Regions from separate parts of the Anas platyrhynchos genome. Here region 2 is linked to region 1. A link is a contact called in public Hi-C data. All regions are on one chromosome and are shown on one strand. The core of a region is the stretch at or near the end of the contact, and the rest is flanking DNA. Distances in the headings are between cores, read along the strand shown.

Region 1 (3,918 bases), core at 555-3,054:
AATTATTACAAATTTTGTAGAATTGCAGAGAAGCAAAAATTCCGTAAAAACAGATATTGTGTTGCTCACAAAGCAATATTGCTATTTTTATTTAGCTTTAAAAATGTTACTATAAGTACGTGATATTTAGATTAGTACTTAATGTGGAGGTTATATTCTTTTTTCTTTTTTTTTTAAAGCTGCAAAATCGGATATAAAGAAATCTAATGCATATGTCTGCCCTCTCTACAAGACAAGTGAGCGTAAAGGAGTCTTATCTACTACTGGACACTCCACTAACTTTGTCATTGCTCTGACGCTTAACACGGATAAACCAGTCCAACACTGGATCAAGCGAGGTGTTGCATTGCTCTGCCAACTGGATGACTAACTTTGACCAGTTCAGATACAAATGTCAAAAGACACCTTTCTTTTGTTTGCTTACAGCAGAAGAGCATGCTGTACAACAGAAACTTAGAGACTTTTTTTTTAATCTTAAAAGAGGGCATGTGTTTTCTAATCCTCAGCATTTTACCTTAAATAAGTATGTGTTATTATTAGCACCTTTACAATCTGTAAAAGGTATGGTTAGGCTTTTAGCCTTTGGAAACATTATTAATGTGTAAACGTACATTTTATGCATTACTAAAATATCACTAAATATATCTTAACCAAAAACAAAGTGTCTGCACTTTCTGTGAGAAATAGTACAATTAATAAACTTGAAACATTAGGAGTGCTGAATTGTGTGAGCGGAAACCCAATAGATAGTAAGTTTGGGGATTTCAGTCTTGTGTTATATATAGCCTATGTTCTGTTCTGCAACAATGAAGACTGCAGTATGAGAAATTTTTAAACTATCTGTAATAGGCACTACCAAGTCTCTTCCTTGCTCAGCAAATTCATCTTTTCAGGACTTAATTTGGATTTTTTTATTTTTTTTTACTTTTTCAAACAGTTTCTGTAAGTAGAAATGATCGAATCCTCCGTTATGACTGCCTGCCATAAAATGTTATTTCTGCTTCTTTGTTACTCCAGAGATGCAGTCCAGTTTCAATTCCTTCAATGATTCTATACTTTGGTTTTCTTAAAATAAATAAATAAAAGATAATTAGTAAAGCATTCTCCTCTGCTAAAGAACTATTTCCACCTTGCATGCAGACATAGCTATCATCATTTCTTTGTAAGGATCCCTCCACAAAATAGAGTGAGTAAATTAAATACAGTGAGTGAATTAAGCACAGAAAAGTCTCACTCCAGCCTACCGTCACTGTTATAATTAAACAACTTTGTTTTTCATTTCATTGCTTACTGTGTTTTACATGTAGAAGAGGTTTGGGATGTTTCTTTCTGAAAAACTCCTTTTCCATGTACAGACTCTATATTATCTTTTGTTTGCATTTCTATTTCTATTAATATTTATATGTAAATTGTGATTAGGCAATCAGAGGTGCATAGTAATTTTATTAGGGTCATCTCTTTATTTTATTTAATAGTTTATACTTACTTTTATTGCTTGTATTATTTTCTTTATGTGTCATCTTACCCATTTTTAAACAAGCTCCTGCCAGTATCTGTAGTGAACCCTTGTGAAGTACTAATGTTTTTTTTTCTCTCTGTAAGGTAATACTACTTGCAGTTCTCAGCTTCTCATTCCAAAAACTTAAACAAGAGTATTTTGTAAATAAACAGAACTTCAAATTTCTTCTTTTGCTGACACTATTTGTCAGGTCAGGTTATGAAATGTAACTAACCTGTATGAAAGAAACGTGGAGAAAGTCCCAGAGTATCTTATGATAGGTTATTTATAGTGAGCTATTAACGGACACAAACTCCACTGAGATCAGTTTCTATCCTGCAAATATTGCTTTCAACTTAATAATCACTTCTTCAAAGTGTGAAGTCTTCCACAAGGTGAGGAAAAACTGCATTTTCTCAATTCCTAGGAAAATTAGTACTTTTTAAAAAGGTGTTTATGTTCACATTGTACTACTGTAGGTGTAATCGAATGCTAATAGATACTTGTATGCATGTTTTCTTACTAAATTTCTCTTCCTTGATACATATTCAATTACAGAGCAAGGCCTTGCAATCACACGTTAGGTGGATCACATAAGAAATGAAATGATGCAGGTTTGCTGTGAATTACTGCTGTTCAACTTTAAGACGTTTCTGAAATTTTTCCAAGTGTTGTATTGACATTTCTTCATTTTGCTGTGCTTATTCATTTTCTCATTTATTTATTTACCTTCATTTTTATTTGCTCATTTTATTTTATTTTGCCCTGTATTTTTAGTGTTTTGTTTTGTTTTCAGGTCAACTCTCTTGAAAGACAGAAGTGCAAGTTTTGATGAGGTAAAATCGATGAAAGGTTAGAGTCTAAAAGAACATCTTTGATTTTAATCTATAGTAACATAGCCAAATATACAAACGAATAGTGCTGCAGGTTATGCATATAAAGAAGTGTACATCTACACACATAATATTTAATGACTGATTTGAATGTAAAGATTTTCTAATATTTTTTTATTTGAACATTTAGACTTATATAGTATAAATGGGATTTTTGTGCTACATTGTTTGTGTTATAATCTTAAGATTCCTAAAAATATTCTTAATTGAATCCTTCCAACTTGGTAAACATTTTCTTTTTCTTTTCTTTTAACTGTAGTGATGTTTTTAAGCTATTTATTTTTAACTCCATTATGATTACACCAGTGTTTTTTTGATTTTTGCATATATTTGAATTTATATTGTTACAATATTTTTCTATATATCCCTTACAACTGTTAGGCAAGTACAGGTATGCATTAACAAAGAATGCGCACTTGTAGGTTTCTCTCTGCCAAATAGCTGCAGTTTATGTACATAAGGTGGTAAGTTTGGTCTTTTTTTCAGCCATGGAGTATGATGTTGTTCCAGTTGAAAGATTGAAGTACACGATGTTAGCACAAATTTGCAATATTTTTTCTGACTACAAGATATGGCTCTAATGATATCTTTGTTGAAACACGTTGACCAAAAGGTATTACTAACAAATCTTGTGTCTTTCAGCTACTTTTCACTATCAGGCCCTCTGTGAACAAAACAAAAAACATCCCAAATTTTATTGCAGATCTGCTTTCCTACTAAGGAAGCATCAGAGCATGATTGTGGTATTTGAGTTTCTGAAAGATTTAAGAGGGAAGGAGTATTTAAACCATCTGAAAATTGTATTTTACTTATTTTATTCTTCCTAGTAGTAATGCCAGATGAAGTACCTGTTCTGTATGTTCAGTCTGTGGAATAGAGATAAAAGCTAGCACATGCTATTGGACTTAGAAGACCTTTATTCTGTTCTAGAGTAGAACAGCTCTCTTTGCAGTGTTCCAGACTAAATACCTGGGAGAAGACGGTAGCTTGAGAAGGAGGAGTTCTGATTCATTTATTTTAGGCAATGCTTTGTTTCTCGATTGTTTAAAAACAATTGCTGTTTCTATTACTCCAGACATAACCTGAAGACTTAACATCTGTGTCCAGTTAAAAAGCAGAGTTTTCCTACAAAAAGGTGATCCAAGTTGTGCTGATTGGCCATGTATAATGCTATATATATATCTGATGATAATTCTGATGATGAAATCCCTACCCAGCAAGCTATTCAGGAAAGCTTACAAGATATGCATAAAAATGAAACAAGTGCCAATGCAACAGAGGATGAAAGGTAATGAGTTATTACTTCTGTTTTCTGTGTTTTATTGGCATTGTTATGTACCTGGCCTTGTTTCATGGATACTAGAAACCACTTGTTCCGAGTTCTCCCTGGAAAAGTAAACGTGTTTCCTCAAAAATATGGAATGTATGAAGCTGTCAGGTGATGTTTCATCTAATATCTAGATGAGTACAAGGCTTCACTAAGGTAGATTAGGGTGTGATACAAAAAATAGGTTGGTGTGGTCTTTG
Region 2 (4,333 bases), core at 1,632-4,131, 48 kb after region 1:
TAGAGCCACTGTTTGGTTGTATTCTTATTTTTCATATTCAGCTTCCATAAGATGAATTGTCATCGGTTAGAAGGGCATCCCCTGGAATAAAAAGTGATCTACACTGACCTTCATCTGAAGTACTGCCTTCTCAACAAGTGCAAACCAAACCTTTCAGTAGCATTTCCTTGTGTAGTGCAAGGGATGAGTTCTTCTATAGGCTTATAGGTACTTAAAGCTCCTCAGGAACTTCTCCCTTAAATTTGTTAAGCCTATGTCTAAGCTCCCTGCTTCTCCATTGGGTTTTGTGAGCATATAGCCCTGTGGTACACTCCAAGAACATCCTAATTCTATCTGGGAGTGGTGTAAAGCACTATGCCTTATCCCTGGGCTGTTGTTTTAGGCAGTCCCAGGGCATCTTACATACTGGGAGGTGTTTAACCCATATCAGTACAAACAAAGGTCACATAGTGCTACTGAAACTGAGACAGGCTGTTCTTAACCACTCCTATGAGCTATAGAAGGGTGCAACGCTCACAACAGTTCTGGCACCACATGGGTGCTACTGGCCTTGCCCCCCCAGGGGCCAGAGGGAGCAGAACAGCCTGTGCAAGGTGGGTGGGGAAGCAGGTCTAGTGTTTGCCAAGGCAGCTACAGGCAGCAAGCAGAAATCAGCTGTCAATAGCCCAAGAATTAATACATTTTAGGTTTTAGGTGCTTAGGTTTTGCAGTCAGCCAAGCCTCTAGAGGCTGGCCCAGAGCTCTAGACAGAACTTTAAAGCTAGCAGAGGTGTTGATGCAGTATTATGCATGTATCTAACTTAGTATGTTCTCCCTGAAGATACACTGCAGTATGAGCAGGAGAGCATTTAGAAAGGGCTGTGCTAGCCTCCCTCTGCTGCTTTACTCTTGGTTGGCTGTGTGCGTGGTAGTCTCACACAGGTGCTCCCACTTGAGTGCTCAGCAGGGTACTTCTTTGTACCTGAGAAGCATTCTGTTGTTTCAAGAGGAAAATTGCCAGTGAGATTTAGTAAGTGGTACTTTGTGACTGCTTGACACGGCTGTTTTTTTCCTTTAAAAAAATAAAGACTGTAATATCCTTGGAAGGGAGGGCCTGTATACCATAGTATGGCTGGGAGGTGCAAGGTTGCTTGTGGTTGCCCAAGTTCTTGCCCAAGTTCACTCCAGCTGCATGTTCTACTTTCATATGTGCCCCAGGATAGCCTTCAGTGGAAAAGCTGCTTATCAGCAAACAATTCCTAATAATTCAGGTCTTTGAGAGAAGCAGCTTGTAATAGAATATCAATGCGGCTTTTGCAACCTCTGACAATTTGCATGTCAATTAGGTAACAGGCCTGTGTAATGCTTTCATGAATAGCAAGTGCATACTTCAATTAGGGAGTAGTTCCAGGTATGTATGTAGCAGTAGGGGTGAATACATGTATTGAGAGGACACTACTGTCATGCAGTCTACAGCAGAGCACAGCACTGCTTTCTTCATGCAGTGGTATGTTCTTTAACTGCTACAGGCAAGTTTTCGCCAGTTACTGCACAACTCTTGCTTTTCAGGAGGTAACAAGCCCCCCCTGCACTGGCTATTGCTGTTATTATTGCTGTTAATGTTGCAGCAATATTGCTGTAATATTACAAAGCCACTTTTGGGAGTTAGACTGTAGTCAATCTGAAGACATCACCTCCACCCATTGGCAATCACCACTATTTTAAGTATATACTGAAGGACACTGCATTTCCTGAAAGAATTCCTTTCAAAAGACTTAGATTCCTAAGTCAATCAGATCCATTTAAAAAGTCATTTACAAGCCAGGCAAGTGCCTACTGCCTCTGCCTGGTGCGGTGTCCTGCGGAAGGGCAGGAACTACCTGACCTCAGGCACTAGGATTAATATGGCAAGTTAGGTCTACTGCTAAACAAGGCAGTTGATAAAGTAGCTTGCTAAAGCCCACCCCCGATTATGGTGTACGCAAGCAGTTTCTTTGCTGCTCTGAAGGGATTAGCTTTCACTTGCTGTGACATTAACCTGATCTTACTAAGGCATGCTGCAGAGCTACTTGAAAGAAAATGTAGTGCCCCACCCTGGTTTCCTTGCATTGCAACAAGCAGCTTTCGGCTAAGACTTCATGAATGTGCAGCTCCATTGCACATCTCCTCTCGTTAGATACTAAGTTGTATTAGTAACTTGAGACATAGCTATAGAGCTGCAGGTCCTTCAAGATCCTTTATCATCCTTTCCTCGACGAGTGTCCTAATGTCATAATGCACCTTTGATGTTTGGAGCTGGTAGTGTAAGCAATCTGGATGGGGAGGTGTTGACTAATCTATAGCCACAAGCCAAAAGTAAAAGGTTACTTGCATTTCTAGTTTCTTCACTGATAGCACTCAAACTTGGAGCAACACATTTTGTATGCCAGCTAATAGAGCTGATTTTTTCCTTCTAGTTCTCATAGCAGGTTCTCCACACTCCTTCATGGTGCAGGGGAGAAGAAATAAGACAGAGAGGGCTCCAGCTATCAGAAATCTCAAACGCAATTCCAAATTAGTTGCAGGTGGGAATGGAATCCCGAGGCTCAGAACTAGCATTGGTTGCAGTGGCAGGAGCACGATGAGCATCAGCACATGGTAGTCAGTCCCTGTGTACCCATTCACATCCCATGTGGTAACATCTTCTAGTGCTGCTAAGCAAGGGTGTGAAGGTAGAAGTGGAGTGCAGTAAGAGCCTGGCAGAGATGTTCAACACAACTGCGAAGAGTGACAGAGCCAACGGCACACAGGACATATTTTCTCCATTGAAAAGGACAAAGAATGAATAAACAAACACATATTGTTTCCCAGCAAACAAAGCTTGAATGGTGGGTTGCATAACTAGTGATGGTTACGTAAGCACTAGTTTGGCTTCTGGAACATAACTGGTCAAAGATGTTCATAAAGTTGGGGACAAATCGTCCATAGCCCTGACAGAGTAAGCAAGGAAGAACACAGCTGTAAAGACTGCTAAGATTTGTCTGGGAACCCACAGGGGCAAATAATTCATCCAGTTGTGTGTTGCACAGCCTTAATCTCATATCCTTTATTTCTCAACCTATTTACATAAGAGAGAAACTCCAGGCAGTGTAATGCAGTAAAACATCCTGAATGCAAACAAAAGCACCCTCCACTGAGGCAGTGGTCGGGCCAGCAGGCCCCGACATCCTCGGCCACCTCCTCCAGGGCTGCTGCACAGTCCCAGTGCTCCCACCACCCCCAGCCTCTGCTGTGCCATGCTCTGGCTGGTCCCAAAGCCCCTCGCTGAGCGTGCAGCATGGAGCTCTCATTGCTCATAAAGCTCTGGGGGCCTTGGCTGCCTGCCCAGCCTCCAGCTGCGTGCTGTGGGCGACGATAACCAGCAGGTTCAGCGCTGAAGGAGGGAACCAGCCTCACAAGCTCACCAACCTCACGCCTTCAGGGAACTGGGCTAAAACCAGCCCCTTGAATCCCGCATGATGAAAACCCAACGCATTTCCTAGGCCCGGAGGTAGTCCCTCTGGTGGGGAGGAGATGCTTGGTGCAGCCCTAATGCAGCCCCCTCCAAGGCACCCCACCAGCAGGTGCCTACCTGGCCAGCACAGCTGGTCCTGAGCTGCTGCCCCGAGGCACAAGCACCACGGGGCAGAGTCCCCACAAGGCTTTCCAGCCATGCCATTGTCCTTGTGTCACTGCTGGTGGTCATTTGTGCTGCTGGATGCTGGTTGGGCCACCTGAGCAGGAGCAGCCCTTGCCTGGGCATTGAGGCAGGAATAATAATAGTAATAATAGCATTATTAATGCCGCCAGATCCACACCTCTCTCATATCCCTGCTGCCCTGCAGACACGTATTTTGGGGGCACGTCTTTTGCTGTGGTGAACGAGGTGATGAAGAAGGCTTTTCTCCCAGCACAGACAGGCCCACAAAGAGCTCAGTGGGTGCTCCTGAGGGCCTGGCCTGCCCACTTCTGTATTCACAGGGGCAGCTCTCAGCTACACGTCAGTAGGGGGTTGGTGCTGTTCAATATCTTTATTATCGGTGTCACAAGGAGCGGCCAGCAGGGGAGGGAGGTGATTGTCCCCCTCTGCTCTGTCCTCCTGAGGCCCCACCTGCAGTGCTGCGTCCAGGCCTGGGGCCCCCAGCACGAGAAGGATGTGGGGCTGTTAGAGCGGGTCCAGAGGAGGGCCACAAAGCTGATCAGAGGCTGGATCAGCTCTCCTGTGAAGAAAGGCTGAGAGAGCCGGGGATGTGCAGTCAGGAGAAGAGGAGCCTCCGGGGTGACCTCATATCACTTCCTGATACAAGGGCAAACGTGGGGCCTCCGGCAGCCCCCA

What was found. A called contact is a pair of places that touch in the nucleus more often than the background predicts.
Region 2: a Hi-C map of skeletal muscle shows a contact between it and region 1, with 1.9 times the contacts expected there. The contact joins the enhancer-like site here to the promoter of ASB14 in region 1. A contact is called at or near these places in 3 of 8 Hi-C or Micro-C datasets (F5 follicle, liver and skeletal muscle).

What each region holds. Positions count from the first base shown.
Region 1 is chr13:12,758,343-12,762,260 of IASCAAS_PekinDuck_T2T, forward strand. It overlaps ASB14 (ankyrin repeat and SOCS box containing 14), which reads left to right and starts at 1,805. Exons shown (of 11, transcript XM_072044103.1): 1 at 1,805-1,893; 2 at 2,295-2,334; 3 at 3,467-3,679. The coding sequence starts at 3,552. DNAH12 (dynein axonemal heavy chain 12) reads left to right here. Exons shown (of 73, transcript XM_072044101.1): 73 at 180-1,098. The coding sequence ends at 370. The region is part of intron 1 of LOC119718254 (a long non-coding RNA gene); the gene reads right to left.
Region 2 is chr13:12,805,365-12,809,697 of IASCAAS_PekinDuck_T2T, forward strand. ALAS1 (5'-aminolevulinate synthase 1) reads left to right here. Exons shown (of 10, transcript XM_072044102.1): 10 at 1-9. Among named protein-coding and RNA genes, the nearest start is that of ALAS1, 13 kb to the left of the region's middle. Within about 2 kb of position 2,882, at least 2 of the 8 cell types and tissues checked have an H3K27ac peak or open chromatin away from gene starts, as enhancers often do.